Linked DNA regions of Mus musculus: region 1 is linked to region 2. A link is a contact called in public promoter capture Hi-C data. All regions are on one chromosome and are shown on one strand. Each heading gives the region's core, a stretch centred on a gene start, on an enhancer-like site or on the middle of the called end of the contact. The rest is flanking DNA. Distances are from core to core; before and after follow the strand shown.

Region 1 (3,824 bases), core at 345-2,844, 2.4 Mb before region 2:
TTTTGATACATATGAAGCTAAGAGTCAAGAGCTCCGGGGTACTGGTTAGTTCATAATGTTGTTCTACCTATAGGGTTGCAGATCCCTTTAGCTCCTTGGGTACAGTTATCAAATTTGAACACTTCTTGTTGACAGAGTTTTAGAAAAGTTCTAGGTTTAAGATCAGTGAAATGGCTCAGAGAGTCAGGCATTTGCTACACAAACCTGAAGACCTGAGTTAAATCCCTGAAACCTACACAAATGTGGGAAGAGAGAAGTGACTCCATAAAGTTGACCTCTTCATACACTCTGTGACATATATGCCCACACTCATACAACATAGACACATACTCTAGTTTTAAAAAAAAAAATTCTAGTTTAGGCTTAATTACTGTGAAAAAGTCAACTCCACCTTGAAGTCACTGATACCATTTTACACAACACACTTAGACACATTTGTAGTTGTCATTCTTTTCTTTGCCTTTCTCTGCCCTCTGTTCCCTTCTTTTCTTGCTTTCTTTTTTGAGAGAAGGTTCCACAGTGAAGCCCAGGCTGGACTTGAATCACACCAATAATCCTGCTTCAACTTCCCAAAGGCTGGGATTACAGGCACAAACACTACGCCTGGCTATTAAACTCAGTGTTGCCAATTTAGTTTCGGCAAAATATTGAGTATCACGCTATATCTGGGCTTCTCACGGGGGTTGGGGGAGATAAAGGAACAGAGGGGGAGAGGAAGAGAAAACAACTAACGGGTACATTCCTGTTATACTCTTCTAATTACAGGAAAAACCCCCTCTCAAGTTCTTCACCTGGTACAGAAATTTTCGAAGAAAGGAGGGAAACACCATATGTTTACAAATTCATTTTTTTCATCCAACACAATTTACTGAGTATTGTGTCTTGAGCGCTTTGTATACATTTCCACTACTTTCAAAATTCAATTTGAATCAATGCAAGAGTTCCCTATCCCTCCCCCTTTTCCCTCAAATAACTATCATCTAATTCCAGCTACACATTTAGGGATTCAGTTTAACAACAAATTCATATGCAGTGAAAAGAAGTGTGGTTCTATCCACTCCTAGTGGTTCTCTAGCAGGAGTCGCGGGACCGCAGGGCCCCCATAGCCGGAGCTCCGTAGGGTTGGCCCTCGGTTTCTCCCCGCTCGCGGGCGCCGGTCGGTTGGAGTTCCCCGGGTCCCGCCCCTTCGCTGCGGCTCAGCTGCACCCGCCGCGCGGCAAGCGACTCGTCTCTGACCCCCTGCATACCTGCAGGCCACTCCGCTTGTTCCAGGTGAAAATGGACCCTGGGTACCCACTCAGGGCCAAGAGCAGTTCGTGAATCATTTCTAGGGCGGCTCGGGAGTCCCTAGATCTACCACCTCCTCTTTTCAGCGCCTCTCCGGGCGACCCCTCACACCCAGCGGAATCTCTTGCCCTGAATCCCCGCAGTCCACCGGGAGAGGAGATGCCACAGAGCCGCGCGCCGCATCCCGGAAGTGCGCGCGGCCCAGGCGCCCACCGCCTCGCTCCCGCCGCGGAGCCGCGAGGAGGCGCCGGTGCCGTCGCGCATGCGTCCTGGGCTCCAGGAGAAGCCCGCTCGGACTTCCGGCTTGAGAGCGGGACTGAGGCTAGCCCAGGAGGGGAAGGGATGAGAGTGAGTTGAGAAGCTGGTTGAGAGAGACGCGGCCTGGGGTGGGCCGGCGGGAGTCCTCAGGACGCCTTGGCAGGGTCTGTGGCATTTTGACCGACTGCCGACGTCTCCCAGAGTGACCCGGCCGGAGGGAAGAAAACAAAGCTGGAACTTGGCAGCCGCCGCTGTGGAGCTGTGCTCGAAGCCCACGGACTCGCAGCACCGGCCCGCATCGGCCTCGTTCTCAGGAGACCCACCACTGCCGCCCCTCGAGCTTCCTCGCTTCACCAACTCCTGTAACTCTCCCCTAGTCCACCTCAATTTAGAAGCCCAAGTCGGCTCCCCCGGTGCGCGACCTTCCCCATCTGTCGCCCCGGAACTCTTGCCGAGTTCTTACTTCGTTCGGGAGGCGCGAGCAAGAGACCCAGTGTTCGGCACTTGACTTTGGTTCGGGGTGGAAATTTGTAGTTTGGTGTTCAAGGGGCGGGGCAGACACCAGGAGCTTCTGGAAGGACGGCGGTGGTTCTAGGGGAGAATAGCCGGCGCTCGCTGGACAGAGGCTTTTTGTTGTCGTTCGCCAAACGTTTTGACCGATTTGATCTGGGGCGCTAATGATTTACCTGAGGTGGGAGCGAAGCGGACAGATTTTTCTTTTCTCTGCAACTTCCTGGGGATACTCTAAACGTCACCTAGAAATGCAGTTTTTAAAAGGTCATTTTCACCTTGCCTATTGATTTGCTGTCCTGAAAAGGTACTGCCTCAGAAGGCCACTTCGAGCATATTGAAAGTCAGGCCGGCTCTGACAAGGTTTTAAACATGTAAAGATACTCTCCTCAGATAGCGCCATTTCTCTCTACTCTAGGATAAAACTCCTTTTTACAGAGAGACTCATCTGCAGGTGTTTCTCCAAGGGCATGCAAAGATAGTGTAATAAGTCCTAGAACCCAGACAGTGAGGAGAGAAACGGCTTTCTGCTGTGAAAGATGGCCAAACCCACTCGGAGAGGAAATGGCACAAGCTCTGAAAGCTTACGACAGCGCTTCAGAAGATTCCATTACCAGGAGGTGGCTGGGCCCCGGGAGGCTTTCAGCCAACTATGGGAACTTTGCTGTCGGTGGCTAAGGCCGGAGGTGCGGACCAAGGAGCAGATTGTAGAATTGTTGGTGCTAGAGCAATTCCTGACTGTGCTACCTGTGGAGATCCAGAACTGGGTACAGAAGCAATGTCCAGAAAATGGAGAGGAGGCGGTGACACTGGTGGAAGATTTAGAAAGAGAGTCTGGAAGACCTGGACATTCGGTGAGGAGGAGGGGGAATACAGTCAGAAGTGTGTGGCTGGGGAGAGACAAGGATGGAGGGGCAGTTTAAGATCAGTCGGATGTAAAGAGGTTTGGTGATTTTGATACTTCTGATCTGGAAGGGTTACTTTTTCAGGTAGGGCTTGCTTGGAGATGCCTACTCTGTTACAGTAAGTCTTTCACTTCAGTTTCTTAAGAGAAAAAATGGGGGAAGTTTCTTTTCCAGCTGCTATTTGGGTTTCTGTTTGATCTTTCTGCAGTTTCAACCACTCTAAGCTGATGATAACGGAATAAACACTTGTCTGTCCTACTCCCCACCCTCCACTCTGGCCTGGCCTCAGAGGATGGTCTCCCCCTGGGAATGCCCCTTGTTATGACCATGTCAATTAACGGGGGGTTATTTCTAGGTCACAGTCTCTGTGAAGGGGCAGGAAATGCACTCGGAGAAGATGACACCCCTGAAATCATCACAGGAGTTATTAAGTGTTCTGCAGGAGTCAGTGGAACCCCAGCCCAAGGGTGTATCCAAGAAAGAGAGGGCAAGAAGGCCAGCCCTGAGACTACAGGAGCAGATGAACCCAAAGGAGAATCTCAGACCTTTTCAAAGGAGCGGTGAGGAGTAGATGTGTGTGGGAGACAGAGCCCTCTAAGCTGGGAATAGGGTTGGGAGTAGTGAGTGGGGAAGGTTTCAGGGATAGTGGCACCTGTGTGGCACCTCCCAATGTGATGTTTCAGGACCCTGGAAAGGCAGCTAGCTCAACCCTCTGGTAGAGTAAGTATTTTTGTATCTCTTCCTTTGATAAGTCTGCCTAGTTCTCACTATAATCGGAATACTTTTATTTCTGGTGATAGATGCTTATTTTCTAGACCCTCTTCTATACTGAAGACACCTTCATTCTAGTAGTTTTTCTTTCCC
Region 2 (3,588 bases), core at 772-3,271:
CCACATCAAAGCTCTGGTTTTGCAACTGATTTGGTTCTAACGGCAAGCTGCTGTGTTAGGCTCAAAAACTAGGAAATGCAAACACGAGTAAGACAAGATCTAGAAGGGCAAGAAATGAAATAAGACAAGATCTGGAACCGGTAAGATAGTTGAGGAGCCGGAAAAGGAATGAGAGAAAACACTTGCCAATCACTGTACTTAAAAAGGCTTGCTCTTCCTAAAGGAATTCTGTGAGGGAAGGGACTGATCTAAACACAGCAGCTCTACTCTTTCTTGCCATCGCCCCTGGCATGGATCCAGAGACTCAGGCTACAACAGGAAGCCACTTTGGTGGGAGCACTAGGATGAGAACCGGAGGGGGTCAGCACATTCCCCACCCTCCCTAAACAGTCTCTATTGCTAAGGTTTTTCCACGGCCATGGTAGGGGTCTAAGAATGATTATACTCTTGTGCAAGAACGTCAGGAACTTATCTTTCTGAAACAGGAAGGGAACAGGTGAAAGAGTGGGTGATGGAAAAGAAAAAAAAAAAAAAGCTTGTGTTTGTGCCCTTCTGGCTAAGTGCAGTTTGAAGGCCAGCAAATAGCCCTTGCTGGACCCCACCATTCAGTAGCTACCCAGGCTGTGGGGAGATACATAGAGTTCTATGTGATTATAGCGTCTAGTGCATATGTCAACAACTATATACAGGGATCTATAAATTAAACGCATGTCTGGCCACTGCAACTAGGTTGACGTACCTGAGCTCCGCTACTTTTGGTGCTCTCTTCTTTGGGAGAGCCTCGGCTTATTTAAAAAAAAAAAAAAAAAAGAGCCCCTACACAACTCCCTACCTTCCCCTGAGTCTTGGGGAGGGGGCGCCCGAGTCACCCCCTGCGTTTAGGAAACACCAGAGCTAGCAGCGCTGAAGGGCTGGGTGCTAGGCTCTCTCCACCCTCCCCCCCAGTTCCCCTTATGGCTCAGGGCCCTGGCGCAGCACGGTGCTGGGAAGATCAAACCCCGAGTCCCCGGCGAATCGTGGTCCCTTGGCTGAAGATCCGGTTGTGCATTACCGGCTCCCGGGGCAAACTGGCGATCGCTGAGGTGTGTGGGGGCGTACGCTCGCGTAGGGGTCACTCCGGCGGGCTCCGGAGCCGGTCCTGCTGCAAAGTCCTGCTTGGGGGCTTAGGGGACGATGATTCCCGACCGTCCCCAACGCGGAGAGATTCAACGACTCCGGGGCTCTTCGGCCGCTTCCTCTTCGTCCTCGTCCAGCCCCCGCGGCCGTTCGAGCGGCCCAGCCAGGGGGCTGTCTGCAGCGGGCTCCGGGGGCGCCGGCCTCGCCGCCTGCAGCGGGGGTGCGTCGCGTGGCGCCTCGCGGCGGGACGACCCGGTGGTGTTGGGCCCCGCCGCCACCCCCGAAGTCCCAGACGGGCCGGTGGTGTTGGAGCCGCTGGGGGGCGGGCCGACGGCTCCCCCCGAGGTCCCGGCACCCACCGGCTGCCAGATGAGACTGTAGTAGACGGCCAGTACGATGGCGGCCAGCGACACGGAGAGCACGTAGGCGAACACCGTGGCTAGCCGGACCCACTTCTTGTTGGTCTTGGCCGCCATCTTCGCCTTCTTGTCCCCGGTGTAGGTGGCCGGCTTGCCCCGCTCGGCCGGGGCCGCGTCGCGCTCCTTCATGGGGGGGCCCCGGCCTTTGCCCCGGTGCTCCACGGCCCCGGCTGGAGGGGGCCTGGCGGCCTGCGAGGACTGGGCAGGGGGCGTCTCGGCGCCCTGGCTTCCCGGCGGCCCCGCGCTCCGCCGCTGCTCCTCACGCCGCCCGCCCGCAGCCCGCCACCGCGTCGCTGCCGCCGCCGGGGCCTGGGCCCGTCACCGCCGCCAGCGCCGCCGCCGCCGCCGGCCCGCCAGCTGCTTCCCGGCCGCCGCCACAGCCACAGCCGCCCGACTCCGCGTCCCCATCCGCTGCCGCTGCCGCCGCCTGCCCGGCCGCCGGCCGCCTGGTCTCCAGTGGCCGCGCGGACCGCGCGCTCCGGCTCTAGCCCGGCTCCCCCGCGGGGCGCGCCGGTGCAGGGGGCGGGGCCGCGCGCTGCCGGGGGGCTGCCCCTTAAAAGGGCGATGTAGGGGCCCGGAAGTGCCGCGCTGGGAGGCGGCTGCGGCGGGGAATCGTGGGCCCCGTGGGGGACGCCCAGTTAAGAGAGAGTTAAGGGAGGCTGGGCCTTAAAGGGGCGACAGGAGCTTCTTTAAAGGGGGAAAGGCACTTTGCGGGAGGGAGTGCGGAACCGGGAGGTGGCAGGGAGGGGCAGGCTCCGTAGAAAGCTGTCAACTCAGGCGTCTCCTCACATGGCCCAGGCTAGGAGATGGTAGGTGGGAGAACTAACCAGGCCCACCTACACCGGGTCTCCGAAGTGGAGCTAACACTAAGCTTGTGCTCTCGGGTAGCTCTAGAATAGTGAGGGGATAGTGTCCCAGATCCCTTCACCCCAAAGAGCCTGGTTCGGGTCTGGGAACCTGGCGCCCGCACACCGCAGTCAGTCTCGCTTCCTTTTTTCTGTTGGTCTGGACTCCGAGACCACTCGAATCTTGCCTGATTGGGTCCTCTTAGGACCCTTGAGTCAGACTACTGTGAGCCACAGGGACAAGAGCCAAAGGTTGAGTTTGTTTCTTAGGCTGACCTGCCAGCATAATCTCAAATCCCACAACAGGTCTCAGGTCCTACTTTCTGGTCTTCTGACTTTCAGGACTGGTCTCGAATTGTACCCAAGGGGCTGCACTGAACTGGTGGAGGACATCTCCCAGCGTTTTCATTCTTTGATTCTCTTCAACCCCAGGATGTAGAGAACTGTCTTTTCCCATTGAGGCTTGTTCCTTCCAGGCTTCAGCCTTTTTGCTCTTAGGGCCCTTTGGATGCCGGCCACCCCTCTGCACGCAGGGACTCTTAGTACCACCCTTTCTATACTTTCACCCTCTTCCCCTTTGCTTGTTTCATCCCTATTTCCTCTTTGTAATTCACCGCGATTGATTTCTGGGTGCCTCTTGCTTGACTCTCCCTGTGTTCCCAAAACTGTCTTTGTGAGCAGCCTGGATGTCTCAGTGGATTAGAGAACTATGAGTCTGAGTAGGAGAAAGGTCTGTGGTCCTGATGTAGTTGGGGTGGGGCGTGGCCTCTGCGAGGGCCCCACTGACTTCTAACCTCTTGGGCAGGACTCCCTCTGCCCTTTCCACTTCTCCCTTTCCTTTGACTTTGACTTTCCTTATCCAAGCCCTTCCCCAAATTTTCCATCCCATGGAAGCGCTACCAGAATGCAGTGTACTAGTGGGCTTCGAACCACAAGTTTCTAATCTGGTCCTGGTTGGAGGCTCAGGTGGGGCTGTGTCTCTAGCAATGGGCCACCCAATACTATTTCAAGGAGCCTTTTGTTTGTTTGTTTTTTGTTTGTTTGGTTGGTTGGTTTGGTTTTTCGAGACAGGATTTCTCTGTGTAGCCCTGGCTGTCCTGGAACTCACTCTGTAGACCAGGCTGGCCTCGGACTCCGAAATCCACCTGCCTCTGCCTCCCAAGTGTGGGATTAAAGGCATGCGCCACCACTGCCTGGCAAACCGTGCC

The links. Promoter capture Hi-C pulls out the DNA fragments that hold promoters and counts their contacts.
Region 1: a promoter capture Hi-C map of liver shows a contact between it and region 2, with 4 times the contacts expected there. The contact joins the promoter of Zscan29 here to the promoter of Inafm2 in region 2. A contact is called at or near these places in 1 of 39 promoter capture datasets (liver) and 1 of 9 other capture datasets (liver).

Annotation. Positions count from the first base shown.
Region 1 is chr2:121,168,895-121,172,718 of GRCm38.p6, reverse strand. Zscan29 (zinc finger SCAN domains 29) reads left to right here and starts at 1,594. Exons shown (of 5, transcript NM_001290819.1): 1 at 1,594-2,909; 2 at 3,316-3,520. The coding sequence starts at 2,595. It overlaps Tubgcp4 (tubulin, gamma complex associated protein 4), which reads right to left and starts at 1,551. Exons shown (of 18, transcript NM_153387.3): 1 at 1,248-1,551. The coding sequence starts at 1,325.
Region 2 is chr2:118,744,191-118,747,778 of GRCm38.p6, reverse strand. It overlaps Inafm2 (InaF motif containing 2), which reads right to left and starts at 2,021. Exons shown (of 1, transcript NM_001301269.1): 1 at 1-2,021. The coding sequence starts at 1,664. The coding sequence ends at 1,206.